Regions from separate parts of the Gossypium arboreum genome. Here region 2 is linked to region 1. A link is a contact called in public Hi-C data. All regions are on one chromosome and are shown on one strand. Each heading gives the region's core, a stretch centred on a gene start, on an enhancer-like site or on the middle of the called end of the contact. The rest is flanking DNA. Distances are from core to core; before and after follow the strand shown. Region 1 holds the start of LOC108474175. Region 2 holds the start of LOC108450259 (dolichyl-diphosphooligosaccharide--protein glycosyltransferase subunit 2-like).

Evidence for each region. A called contact is a pair of places that touch in the nucleus more often than the background predicts.
Region 2: a contact with region 1 is called in a Hi-C map of leaf, with 2.9 times the contacts expected there. The contact joins the promoter of LOC108450259 here to the promoter of LOC108474175 in region 1. A contact is called at or near these places in 3 of 5 Hi-C or Micro-C datasets (all in leaf).

The regions. Positions count from the first base shown.
Region 1 is chr7:63,875,235-63,882,839 of ASM2569848v2, forward strand. It overlaps LOC108474175, which reads right to left and starts at 4,941. Exons shown (of 3, transcript XM_017776130.2): 1 at 4,168-4,941; 2 at 3,094-3,369; 3 at 1,977-2,381. The coding sequence starts at 4,653. The coding sequence ends at 2,316.
Region 2 is chr7:64,042,058-64,049,662 of ASM2569848v2, forward strand. LOC108450259 (dolichyl-diphosphooligosaccharide--protein glycosyltransferase subunit 2-like) reads left to right here and starts at 4,837. Exons shown (of 20, transcript XM_017747805.2): 1 at 4,837-4,985; 2 at 5,146-5,291; 3 at 5,934-6,126; 4 at 6,288-6,377; 5 at 6,603-6,665; 6 at 6,887-6,956; 7 at 7,137-7,201. The coding sequence starts at 5,149.

The DNA.
Region 1 (7,605 bases), core at 3,691-6,190:
TATACAGAAATAATTAAAAGTTAAAATATGCTTTAAGTTCATGTACTCTTCATATATTTGGATTTTAGTCATATTTTTATTTTCGAAGTCTAGCCTCTCTATTTTTGATTTTAAAATGCAAATCTCATTACTAACGCTATTAAATTTCTTTTGTTAAATTAAGTTCATTATAATGTCATTGTTTGTCACATGACTATCAAATGAGTTTTTTTAAATATTACACCAACAAATTTAAATAAAATAATTTTAACGATGTTAATAGTTGAACTTAAATTTTAAATTCAAATTGTACCTAAATTTTAGAACTAAAAATTTTAATTTTAAAAATAAAATACATCATTAAATTTTAACTCTACCAAGAATAAAAGACTTTCAACATATTTTAATTTAAAATATTATATTCTTCAGAACTTGTTTAAATAAAGTTTACAACTTTTTATTAGCTTACCCAATGAGGTTCTAAAACTTTCCTGATGAGATTGATTTCGATAAATTTAAAATTAATAATGGTAAGATTGAATATTATAATAATCAAATTAAAATTAATAATGGAATGTGTTTGGATTTAAATATAATAGTAGCAATAAGGTAAATTATAATGAAGAAAAAAATTATTAAAGATTTTTTTTTATAAAAATAACATAAAAATTAATTAATTACAAAATAGTTGGGAAGAAATTAATTACGAAAATTAATTGTTTGTTACAGTATCGGGGCTGCCTTTTTTAATTAATCATCAGACAATTATTAAGCTTTTAAAATAATAATATTTTTTATGATGCCACTGTAGGTGACAGCAAAATCTAATGTTGAGTTGTTAGGCGACATAACTCTAATTAAAAAAAAAAGTTTAACTGATAGCATGCTAGAAGTTGAGAGCTTTTTATTTTTGCTCTTAAGACTTTTGAAAAATTGTTTTCAATTATAGATTTTACTTATGGTCATTCCTCTTTATAAGAACATTAATGAATGTTATGGAATACATTAAACTAATTAAGTAAAAACATGGAAAAAATATCAACAAGATTAACACGACTCTTGAGAAGCTTAGGATGGAAGCTATGCGTGTCAAGAGAGCTCTTAGCAGCTAGCAGGTTGTCATTTAATTTTTTAAAAAAATTAAATTGTTGTTGTGGCAGCAACAAAAAAAAAATTATGTTTTTAAAAGCCTAATGATTGCATAACAAACAACTCATTCTCATAATTAATTTTTTTCATCTTATTTTGTATTTAATTAATTTTTATAAAAAAACCCATTGACTGCATTAAATTAAGAGAAATTATTTTATACACTGCAAATGAAATTTTTAAACTCCACAAGATAAAAAGTTTGACAAATATATTATAAAATATAATAAAAAATAAAAAAGTAATTATATAAATAAATGCAACGCAAAATTTAAAAACTGCACCAACAATGTAAGAAATAATTACCCTTAAATTAAAAGATGCATACACAACAAAAAAATAATTTATTGTTATTTTTTAAATTTATTAGAATAATATTTATGTCAAACAATAAATTTACTAATAATAATTAAAATAAATAATATTTAGTATTATTTGTTAAATAACTTATTTTTAATTAATATTAATATTATAATATATACATAAAACTATCGATTTGGTACATTTTCGCAATCACAGGAAAAAAAGCAAATCTTTTTGTTGTGGCAAGCACTTGTATCTTCGTCTCTTACATAGGGCTAAAACAGTAAGAAAGCTTTCACTGGGGTTGTTTTTGTGAGCATTAAATTCGCGTTGAAATTTAGCGGCAGGCTGGTTAAATTCTCCGAAAATGCTTCACCATTAGTGTTCCAAACACCAAAAAAACTCCCGTGATCATTTGGATTTTGGCTTGGTAGCCAAAAGAAAAAGCTAAAGTTAGGCTTCAACCCAGGATTGATGCTGGATCCCAACACAATTACATGATACAAATCATACAGAGATAAATACGACATATCAATAAATAAAGATTATGAATTGCTAACATCTCCTCTTAAACCCCAAATGACGCCAAAAAACACAACACAACATGACAAGAATACAATGATTATTGCACTCATTGACAAGTCAGCCATGTATCAATTTATACATAAAAATAATAAATTTCTCTGATATACTTAAATAGTATAAAACAATAACATGCAAGTCCAAGCAAGGGAAAAGGGACATCAATATGATATTGGAAACATGGAAATATTCGGTACCTTGTCCTTCCTTTTTTTAAAATTTCTTTCTTTCTTTCTTCATCTTTTTCATATATCCAAAACATGGAACAAAAGATCTTACATACTGACCAAATACTCGTACTATTAGAAAGCCGCCCATCCTGATGCAGTGGTCTTCCTAGGTCCAGATCCACTTGCAGGAAGATTCCTCTGTAAATGTCACCAATGTAGTTAATTTTGGTACCAAAAATGAGTTTCAGTTACAAAGAACTAAAGCAGCCTCCAAAACATATTAAAACATTTATTATCAAGGTCGAGAACCCAAGAAAAATTCCACTCCGTACTTGACTCCAACATGAAAAAGGCAATATATATTGTGTTTTTAATGTTTGAGCTTCAATTATGAACCTATTCCCACCTTATTTCTACTGCAAGGAAACATTAAGTCAATGGGGCTAAATACACACAATGCCTAAAAACAATGAACTCACAGAATCATCTAGAAGCTGAGTTGTACGGCATAGCTTGACAAGAGCTACAAGTATAATTTCTAACAAAGAACAAACGGGAATGCGAAGAGTATAATATACATAAAAAGGGGGAAAATGCTTCTGCATATAGGAAATATTGAATGAATTGATTGTAAATTATGAGATTTTGCGACTTCTGCCCCTTGTGAGTAAGATATTAATCGTAAGGAAAATGGAATTTCCACAATGACTGCAAATCCTACCGCTATCATTTGAGAATACAAATTATTGTTGTGCCCAAAAACCGGATTTTGGTTGGAATCATTAGCAGATTTTATGATAACCAATTCCCTGGCAAGGTTAAATCTAAGAAAAAGTCAACAAAGGTTGCAAAACTTTTATGTAAAGCTCATGAAGCATGCATCTGACCAAAAGGTTGAATAAAGTCGTACCTCAAGTTGAGAAAAGTTTGTTAAAGGGTCAGTTTGTCTTGTGTTTTCGGTGGGTGCTCTTTGACCAACACTTTGACTGGTAGATGTCATCCGAGCCGCTGCAGGGTCATTGGGAGGGGGTGGGAGAGGAGATCTTATCTTTCCCGAATCAGCAGGCGGCGGGACAAGGCACAAAGTATTAGGCTTTAGAACCACCCCTGACAATGCAGCAGCTGAAAGCATGCCAGTTCCACTAGATGGCTTGGGCTGAATATTAATCCGAATCGTCTCACCTTCCTATAACCCAAAACACCACAAGATCAAAATCCACCTAAAATGAATTCAAACACAGCATTTAAAACCCATTAATAATTAACAACAGAACAGATTTAAGTTGTCCTCTTTAGAGAAGAAAACTAAAACCACAAAGAGTGAAAGATAAATGATCAAGCCATATTAAAACACCAAAATTAAAGACCTTTATTGGTATAATACCATATTAAAACAACATAACCTACAAAAACAAATATAATAAATTACTTATTTAGCATTGCATATTGGCAAAAACTGAAATTGTACAATTTCTTCACAACATTTTAGATTCTACAAGACAGCAACACCACAATCCAAATTCAGCAAAATAACTTAAAAGCCAGGAAAAAAAAAAAAAACCTCAAAACCAAGCTAACATAGCACATTGGCAAAAAAGAAATTCACAACCTAAAAAACAAACTTCAAGCAGTAGCATAAAAAAAAGGGAAAATAACAAAAAACTCAATATTTATCCAAATATACAAACTAACTTTATTAAACGATTGACATTTACTTTTACCCACACTCATAAATTACGACCTTCCAAGTACAACGGCAATAATAACACGATAAAAATAAATCAGAAAACCTGCCCCGCCCCCAGCCCCACATTCTGAACTCAAACAAAATTTAAACTTTTAAACTTTTAACAATCTTAAGCAATAGCTCAGGTATATGATATATCAAAATAAAGAATAAGTCAACCCACATTCTAAAATCAATGAAAGTTAGACGTTTAAAGCTACAAAAAGTTAAAAACAAAAAAGACCCGAAATTTTCTACCTTCAATCGATGATTAACAGCCGGATGAATATCAATAAGAGAATCAGTCGCATTTTTCTCACTGGCCTCTTTCTCGTTCTCTCTGCTGACATACTTATTGTGATCAGACAACGCCACGTTGAAATCAAACGCCTCGTTCCGCTCATTAAACCCGAGCCCAATGAAGGCGTGTTTCCCATTCCCGTCCTCAATCTTGAGCACGAAGTACCGGGAAGAATCAAGCGCGGGCTCTACGGAACTCTCGCGCTGGCCAGGGTAGATAAAACAAGCGGCGAATAGCTCAGCCGAGTTGGGATCCTCCAATCGGATCTCGCATCGGTCCTTGCAAGAGACGACCCGGAGCCGACCCGACCAGATCTTGTCGGATTGGAGCCACTCGCCGCATTTGTAACCACCGGAGGTGGAACGTGGCGGGATTTTGTAGACAGTGACTTCGCGGACCACGAGGAGGGTGTGTTCGAAGGACTCTTCTTCATCGAATGACATGTTGCGGAAATGTGGAGATGGAGTTAGGGCTTTTTCTTAGAGAAAAATTGGGAATTTTGAGAGCTTTTCGATGAAAAGGAGGAGAGAGGTGATAGGTGGCAGGGAATAATCGGATGTTGAGAGATTTGGGGAGCAGAGAGACGTGGCCTCAAAGAGACTATTGAAGCGTCAATTGCTCTTCCCCAGTTACCTTTTTATCCTTTTCACTTTCCTATTAATCAGCTTTGGCAGATACGGTGATAGATTGGGTAGTTTCAGGTATTTGCACTAATAAAATAAAGAAAGGCCGAAATGATAAAGAACAAACAAAACATGAAATAAAATAAAGAAAAGGCTTAGAAAATAAAGAGCAAACAAAATATGAAAGTAATAAAAAATGTATTTTATTGATTAAATGAATGATTTATAATTCTTATGTAGTAGTCTTTCAAGTGTTAAAGTTGGCAATACCTTAGTAAAAAGATATGCTAAATTATCATTAGAATGAATTTGTTGAACATTTATATCACCTCTTTTCTCAAGATCATGGGTGCAAAATAATTTTGGTGATTAACCACCCTTCAATTGAGCTATACGTGCTATATTATCTTCATATAAGATAGTTGACATCTTTTCTAGTAAAGGCAAATTACATATCTTCTAGATATGTTGGGTCAATAACCTTAGTCAAACACACTTTCGACTTGCCTCATGCATTGCAATTATTTCTGCATGATTGAAGAAGTGGCAAGTAATGTTTGCTTTGTTGACGCCTTGATATGACAGTAATCCCATATGTAAATAAATATCCTATTTGAGATCAACCTTTATGTGGATCTAATAAGTATCCAGCATCGGCATAGCCAACTAATAGGAATTTTGAATCATTTGAATAAAATAACCCCATATTAATGGTCCCTCTGAAATATCTAAATACATGTTTAATTCCATTCTAATGTCTACCTGTTGGAGAAGAACTAAATCTTGCTAACAAGTTTACGATGAAAGCTATATTAAGTCTTGTGTTATTTGCAAGATACATCAATGCCCCTATAGCACTTAGATATGGCACTTCAGGACTAAGAAACTCTTCATCATTCTTGCAAGGACAAAATTAATCTTTATTCACATCTAACGACCGCACTACTATTAGAGTACTTAATGGGTGTGCTTAATCCATGTAAAATTTCTTTAATATTTTTCCATATAAGTTAATTAATGAACATGAATTTCATCTTTTAAATGCTCGATTTGTAATCCAAGATAAAACTTTGTTTTTTCAAGATCTTTCAACTCAAATTCTTTCCTTAAACAATTTATTGTATTTTGAAGCTCTTTAGTAGTTCCAATAATATTTAGACCATCAAGATAAACAATAATTATCACAAATTTTATCCAAACCTTTTTATAAAGACACATGGACAAATTGGATCGTTTTTGTAACCTTCTTTTAACAAGTATTCGTTAAGAAGATTGTACCGCATACGTCTAGATTGTTTTATTCCATATAAACTTTTCTTTAATCTGATCGAATAATTTTCTCAAGAAACTCTATATGTTTTCGGGATTTTAAATACTTCAGGGATTTTCATATAAATTTCACTATCAAGTGTACCATATAAATAGGATGTAACAGTATCCATAAGATGCATGTCATGTTTTTTCACGTACTACCAAACTAATAAGATATCTAAACGTGATTGCATCCACTACAGGAGAATATGTCTCTTCATAATCAATGCCGGACCTTCGGGAAAATCCTTGTGCTACAAGGCGAGCTTTATATCTTACGACTTCATCAATTTCATTTTGTTTTCACATAAATACCTATTTATATCCTACCGGCTTTTACATCTTTAGGTGTTTGGACTACAGGTCCAAAAACTTCATGTTTAGAAAGTGAACTCAGTTCTGCTTGAATTACATCTTTCCATTTTGGCCAATCTTTTCTATTTTTACATTCTTTAGTAGATTTAGACTCAAGATCCTCATTTTTTTTTATTTTAATAGCAATATTATAAGCAAAATTGTTACTGACAACTACTTGTTTTTTCTGTTCCATCTTTTTCTCGTATTGACATAACTTATCGAGATCTCTTTATTTTCATCATTTCCATTTTCACTTTTAGGTACCTGAATCTCTTCTTGATTTTTATAATTAATTATGTCATGGGTCTCTTCAAGAACCCTCGCCTCCACTATATGACCATCTTGAATGTTTGCTCCTTTACTTTTACGAGGATTTTAATCTTTAGAACCGACTGGTCTTCCATGCTTCATGCATGAATTACTTTCTTTTACATTAACAGTTTTCCCTATTAGGATATCAATTCATGTTGGAGCATTTTCACTTGGTATGTGAGATTTAATGAATCTGGCAGTTGATTTGTAAAATGAATTATGTAATAGCCCAATTTAGACCCTAATCGGAACAATGGTTTCGGGACCACAAATCCGATTTAGAAAAATATTTTGAAATTATTTTCTATATTTATTATGTGTGAATTTATATCTGTGAAATTTTCGTGATTTAATTTTGTCAAGTGGGTGCCCGATTAATTAAAAGGGCTTAATCACGTAAAATGAAAATTTGATGGTTATTTATAAAAGGGCCGAAATGAATGTGTCTTTATAAGAGGAAGTACTTATGTTGCAATTATGCCGTTGATTTTATGTATGGACGGCATTAGACTTATAATATATAGTTTTATTATAAAATCATTAAGGTTAAATATGTAAACTTATTAATATGTTAATATATCATAAAACATAAAAAAAAATTAAAGCCATTTTTGTGTTCATACTTTGTTCTTGCCGAAAACAAAAGAAAAGAAAAAGAAAACTTAGGTTCGGCCATTCTCAAGCTTGATTCAAGGTAAATTCTAGCTCGGCTTTTGATAATTTTTACGTTTTTGAGATCATTGCTAAGTTATCTACAAAGCCCATGCTCGAATTTCTGATTTTGGTGAATAT
Region 2 (7,605 bases), core at 3,587-6,086, 170 kb after region 1:
TTGCTTATTCGAAAACACAAGTATGATTTCGATTCAAGGTTTATTGCTATAAATATCACAAATCGGGTCAGTTTTCAAATTTTTAATTTTCTGTTGTGCAAGAAAACTCTTTTCAAACTAAAATTTTTTTCAACATTCTCCCCTTGCAAAAAGGTGTTTTCCTGAATGGAGAAGAATATAAGAAAGTGTTTCTCTTTCTTTCCATGTTTTGTTATATTTTATTACTTTAAATTTTAATTTAAAACATAAATTAATAATTTTAGAAACTTAATAAGCTACCAACCGTGCACTCACAATCTAGAAATGGTCTGTCTAATTGTTATTTAGACCTTAATTTATTTACTAAATAAGCCCTTAATCTAATAAAAATCTATAGTGGTTGATTTTTATCGCTTTTATGATTTAGTCCTTGTACGTTAATTGACTTTTCGATTAATAAATTTGTTCAACCAAAATTCAATGTAATACTAATATAGACTCGTAAATATTAAATAATAATATTTACTGATTCAATCATAAGAAAACGAGGCTCTGAAACCATAGTTTTCAGCATCATTGAAAAACGACTATTACAATATCAAGCTCCCACGACTTTAAATCTATAAAAATTACAATAAAAGGACTTGAAATCACTTACCAATTGATGGTCAAAAGTCATACAAAATCCCAAGGTTTTCCTTCTTCAATTTTCGACAATGGGAAGGATGAATGGAGAAGATGACATGTTTATCCACAAATTTAGATTATAGTAAGATTAAGTTTTAATTAACTTAATTAATTAAACTAATCATGATTTATTTAACTTAAACAATTCATTAAACATACTTAGTGAATCTTTCATCATCATCCACTAATTTCCATCGAAAAATGGTTTAATCATCATATTAGACCTTTGGTTAATTTTCATTTAAATCTTCAAGCCTTTTTTTCAATTAAAAAATCTATAGCGATTGGACTTTTACAATTTACTCCCTAAGCCTTAATTAACTATTAATTCGACAAAATTATTGGACCAAACTTTAATATATTTTTATACTATCCTCATAAATATTCATATTTTATATTTACGAGCTCAATTTACGGAAATAGGGTTTCAAAACTACATTTTTTGGTACCACTAAAAAACAGGCCCTTATATGGTGGTTTGATTAGGTGCTACTACTCATATGTCCAACGTGATGCAAGGATTCCTTTCGATCCAAACCACAAACCTAGATGAGTATTTCCTATATGAGGGAATAATGTGAAGGCTCGAATTGAATGTATAAGGACATATCGATTAGTTTTGGATATTGGCTACCAGATATACCTATTTCAAACTCTTTATGTACCTTCAGTTTCTAGGAACTTTATTGCTATTTCAAAACTTGATGTTTCTGGGTTCAATGTGAAGTTTGAACATGGTTGTTTTAGTTTATTTAAGAATGAAACTATTATTGGTTCTAGAAACTTTATTGATGGTTTATATAAATTCAAACTTGATCATATTTCTCTTGAATCCTTGTTGATCATGACAATTTTAGAATTAAACATAGTATGCTAAATGAAAATTCTACTTATTTGTTGCATACATATTTGGGTCATGTATCTAAAGAAATACTAGAAAGATTAGTAAAGAATAAAATTCTATCGAATCTAGATTTTATTGATCTTGGTGTATGTGTGGATCACGTTAAAGGCAAGAAAATCAAACATACTAAGAAAAGTGCCACATGAAGTATTTGACTTCTTGAAATAATACACATAGATATATGTTGACCTTTTGATGTTCCATCTTTTAATCCATAAAAAGTATTTTATTACCTTTATTGATGATTTTCACAGTGTTTATATATATTTGTTTAATGAAAATCTCAATTGCTAAATGCCCTTGAGGTATACATTAATGAGGTTGGAAGACAATTAGATAGAAAAGTGAAAACAGTAAGATTCAAATATATGTGGTGAACACTATGGAAAACGCATTGAATTGGAAGATGTGTAAGTCCATTTGTGAAATTCCTTGACATTTATGGCATTGGTGCATAATATACTATGGTAGACACACATTACCAAATGGCATGATAGAAAAATATAATTGAACTTAAAGGGATATGGTTAGGAGTATGATGTTCAATTCCTTATTATCTATCTCATTGGGGATGCATGTACTCAAAATTGTTGTATACTTATTAAATATGGTTCATGGTAAGGTACTTTCTAAAACTCCTTTTGAGTTGTGAACTAGAGGGAAACCTAGCCTAAGGTGCATACATGTTTAGGGTTGGCAAATGGAAGATAAAATATATAAACCATGTGAAAAAAAAAAGATTCTTATATAATAAGTGGATACTTTATTAGCTATCCAGAGAAATCTAAAGGATATTGATTTTACGTTCCAAACCATAGTTCAAGAATCGTAGAAACAGATAATGTTATATTCCTTGAAAATTATGAAATTAGTGGGAATGCTTAAAAACAAATTGTGAATATACAAGAAATTAGATCAGATTTTTCTACATATATAAATTTTTCTTTATCACAACTACGACAAATATTGTTTTAGCAATTAATGAATGTCCTGATAATGTTGCATAACATTTAAATGATAAAACACCAAAAAAAAAAAAACTAACTGTCAGAGGTTTGATGACAATGAACCACAAATAACGCTATTAAAAAGATCTTAAAGAGACAGAAAATCGGTTAAATGCCACAAATGGCGTAGTTGAATTGCAAGAGTTAGGTTTTTATATTGGAACCAATAAACATCCAATGTCATTATCACAAGTCATAAATAGAGTCTAACAAATGGTTAAATGCCATGAAAGATAAGATGAAATTTATGAAATAAAAAACAAAGTCTGGGATCTCATTGAATTGCTAAAATGTTTAAAACGAGTTGGATGCAAGTGAGTTTTTTAAACCAAACATCAGTTAAAGGGTAATTGCTGGGGATAAACTCGGTTTAAGTAACGAACAAGTAAAATAACAAAAAAATTGAAAAGATCGAACACAAATATTTTACGTGCAAAAATCTCTTCGAAGAGGATAAAAAACCACAAGTAAAGATAATTTTACTAAAACGGAAAAAACGAAGAGTACAAAAGATAGAGATAAAACTAAACCCTAAGACCCGAAATAAGAAACTCAAAACATAAACACACTGGGTAGGAAACTAATATTAAAATAACCTACACTAATCGAAATTTAGGTGAAAGAAGAAAAATCGAAAAATAGGAAGCATAACTCCACACTAATATTAAACGATATAAAGCTAGACTTGTTACCAAATATTATTCTTTAAAAGATGATATTTTAATTAAAAAACTTTTTCATTGTATCTCACAATTTAAACATTGAATTTTTTCAGCTTTAGCTAGAATAAAATTTAAGTATTTATAATAAAAGAAATAACAATGTAAAATAAAACAACTTTTATAAATTAAAATCTGAAAAAGGAGAAAATAAAAAAATGATGGAATACGTCTGCTCCTCTAATTAATTCTATTAATTTGCGATTAAAAGAAGAAGAAAGACTCGACCTTTTTCATGTGTCTGTTTTTCAGACTTATCCCCATTAAAACTTAGCAAAAATGTGTTATAATTTTATTCAAAATCTTAAAGATAAAGTCTACCATTTATTTAACTAAATAAAGATACATAAAATATTAGTTAAACTCTTAATAACTAACTAAATATAGATAAATCAAATATTAATTAAACTCTTAACAAAATATCTTTACAAATTTGAGTTTAAATAAAATTAAAAATTATTAATGCCATCAATTTCTTGATCTAATAACACAAATGTATTTGTGTTATGATATAAAAGCTTAGATTCATTCCTAGCAACTCCACTCTTACTCCAAATTACTAAAGAAAACTGAAAATTAATTAATTTAGCATATTCTTAATATTTTGAATTCAATTTCATCTCAATTATATAGTTTAAATGAATAAATTTTTATACTTTAAAATATAAAAATTTATTTTTAAATATCAATTTAATAATATAAAGAACAAAAAAATGCATTTTGTCGATTCTTTTTTTTTCTAAATCCATACTTTTATATACCGTATATATTATATATTATATATATTTGGTAAGTTCTCATGGGAATAGGCCTGAAAAACATACACATGAAAAAGGGTGGGGTGTATTATACTATATTATATTATAGATATAAATTATGGATTAGGGTATTAAAATAAATGTAAATTATATAGTTAGTCATTAAATTATAGGTAAGTTTTTGTGTTTTGGTTACTTAATTAAAAAAGTTAAAATTTGGTTACTGAATTATTCAAAATTTTTATTTAAGTCTTTGAACTATTAAAAAAATTTTATTTAAGTCATTGAGCTGTTAAATTTTTTTTTGAATTTCGCTAGTGAGTTCCAAACAGCGATTCGATGATCGCTACAGTGAATCAGTGCCCATCAGCAAGTAGAAAAATATATCTTATACCTAAGTCAATTTGGCGGTCAATTTTGGAATTAGAGAAAAAAGCTGTTTGAATTTTAGTTTATAGATTCGTGATATCCAAAATTGTTTCATGAAAAAAATTGAACTGTAAATAAGAATGCTTTCGATTATGTAGGCAGTACGCATAAAAAAGCCATATAATATCAATTTTAACGGTCTAATAACGTAAATTAATTTTTTAAATAATTTAATGACCAACTTGTAATTTTTTTAATAAGTGAATTAAATGAATACTTATCTATAGTTTGTTGAGTAACGGACTGTTTACCTTAAAAGAAAATTTAAGGCTAATGGGTTAGTTGAAGTTCGGGCCTATCTTGACCTTAATATCTTGGGCCCAGACTGAAATATCACCGGGACAAACGGGATAAATTCAACTTAAACCTTGACAAAACGATAATTTCACTTTTCTCCCTACTACTTCTTACTTTCCTAGCTCGGCCAAACTCACTCATCTGGCGCACAGCAAAGACTGCGAAGACTTCACCCAAGAAGGGACGAGTTTCTTTCACATTTATTGTATGTTTTCTCTTTTCCCGATCTAATACACCCTAGTTTATTCGCTAATTATTTCCGATCTGTTCTTAATTTGTAATTCCTAAAAAAAGTTTAGTATTTGTGAAAATCCTTCCCAGTTTTTTAGGCGTTTGGCTGATTATGTGTTGGATTTTAATTGCAGGAAATGGCCAGACGTCTAGCTGGATTTCTGGTTCTGTTACTTGTAGTATCGATCTGCGAAGCCGCTTTTCTTTTTCAACCAATCTCCGATTCTCATCGATCTACCGCTCTTGAACTCTTCACTCCCGACCATGGATCATTCAAAAGGTTTGCCTTTATATATATTTTTTGACCTCACAATTTCATTATTTAACCGTTGGTTGTTAAGGAAAGGAATTGGAAGAAAGTGCATAACAGCTACCGTTGAAGGTCAACTTTGGATGTGTTTGATAACATATTGAAAGAGAAATATTTTCAGTGGTTTAATTTTTTCGTTTGATAACTCAATTCATGTTGTGATAATTAGGTGGTGAGGCTATTTATACTATGCTAATATTTATTTCTAAAAGAACTTGTGTTTAAATTCAATTACATCTATCTTTAATTACAAAATGTGATATCTTTAAATTACTTGTTAATTTTTGTTTTGAGTTATCCAGTATAACGTGAAATGTCATGTTAATGAAACTAAATTTGTGAAATTAATGATTATCAATATGTACATTTATTTACCATCTTTTCGTAATGCATATTCAGTGGTTATAAATTCAATACTAAAAATCTATTACGTAATTCTTTTTCCCGTTTATAAAACAACACCTTATCTAAACTTCAACATTTTAAAGAAAAGTTTCAGTGATGAGAAATTTGCAATTTTAGTTTTTCCTTTGTTTGAACTGGAAGTAGACAAGAGACCTATGAGAATGAGGTTTTTGGAGGTATCTCATTTGATATAATTGATCTAAACAGCTTGGAAGAAACATATGAGGCACTAAGAACATTTCAGATTCTTGGAATTGAAAAGAAGCCTGATTTAACAGCTACAGCTTGCCGCTCAATTTCTGAAACTGTTGGGTCATCTTCATCGACTGCAAAGGATCTTTTCTATGCTTTAAAAGCAAATAGTATAGCGGAATGCAAGATTGACAAGAAAGCTTCTAAGGTTTATTTGAATTTGTTACACTGACATGTGGTTCAAGATCTTTTAATATTGCTTAACCCTGGTGCTTAGTTTTGTTGTTGTTATTGTTATTGTTGTTGTTGTTGTTGTTGTCATTATTATCATCTTTTTTTCTTTTCTTTTCTTTTTCTCATTTGCTAAAGGGCATTATTTCAAGACTTAAAGCTGCCGTAAGTGGTGCGAGTTCATTGCTTGACTTCTACTATTCAGTAGGAGGTTTGGTACTCATCAAGGTAATGATCGAATTCAAATTACCCCTTATTATGACATACTTCAGTTCCATGTCAGCTATTTCTCAAATTTATGAGGTTTCTAAATGATTTATATATGCATTATATTTGCTTCTGTTTGTTATGTTGATCTAGGAACCTTATTTATCTAGCTTACTTTCTACAGCTGCGATAGCTTTTAAGTTTTGCATTTTTCAATGCCTTCTAATTCCTTGTCTGTCGATTCAGGATCAAAGTTCTGAAGCTGATGTTCATCTTGCTGATGCTGAGGGAGTGTTCCGCTCTGTCAAGGTTTGTTGTTGTAACTAGATCTAGTTTTATGGTGAGGTTAAATTGCTGCTCCTTTCCAGATCTATCTAGGCAGGCTCAGGCTTACCATTTCAGTGGAACTAGTTGTTGATGTGGTGAGATTTGGGTTTGGGGAGGAGGCTCACTACTTGAACTGACTCAAATTTCCATCGTTATTAATATATGCTTGTCGTGGTTGATTTTGTGTTATGAAATCTTTCTAGGCTTTCAGCCAGAGTGATGGCAGGTGGCGTTATAGTTCAAATAACCCCGAATCTAGTGCTTTTGCTGCTGGTAATGATTTATCTAGATTCTTCAACTTTTTTTTAATACAATGTCTGGTACAAGCACCATATTTCTTTTTGTTCTTTCTTTGGTCTTAGTTCTTTGATAATTGTTGTCTATCTTCTTCGCATTTACTTAATTGTTTGATTCAATTTTGCAATAGTTGTTCATTTTGTCATATTCTGGCAGGAATTGCACTTGAAACGCATGCTGGAATTGTTTCGTTAGCATCTTCAGAAATTGACCAATCTTTGGTAAGTAGTTAATGTTGCTTACTATGATGTGGTGAAAGTTTTGACCAGTTTATGAATCTGAATAACCATTCAGCTGTAGGAGGATGATAAGATGTTCTCTTGTACCATGGTTTACTTCAACTTTTAACTATATCGTGTTGGATATTTAGCTTATAGATGTAGATGGATCTTAATAAAATTCTTTTCAAAGCAATATAAGCAAGGATAGTACATGTTACCTGATATCTTGTTCTTTGCAATGCTTATTTAATTATCAAATTGCTGTGTTATAGAAAGTGAATTTTTTTATTATGATGGTGACTTTTGATGTCGAATTTTCTCAGCTACCCTGAGCAGGTTTTGCTTTAATCTTAATTCTTATTCTGGTCTTCTTACCGGTGTCTGTCGAGTCTGGGCATTTCATA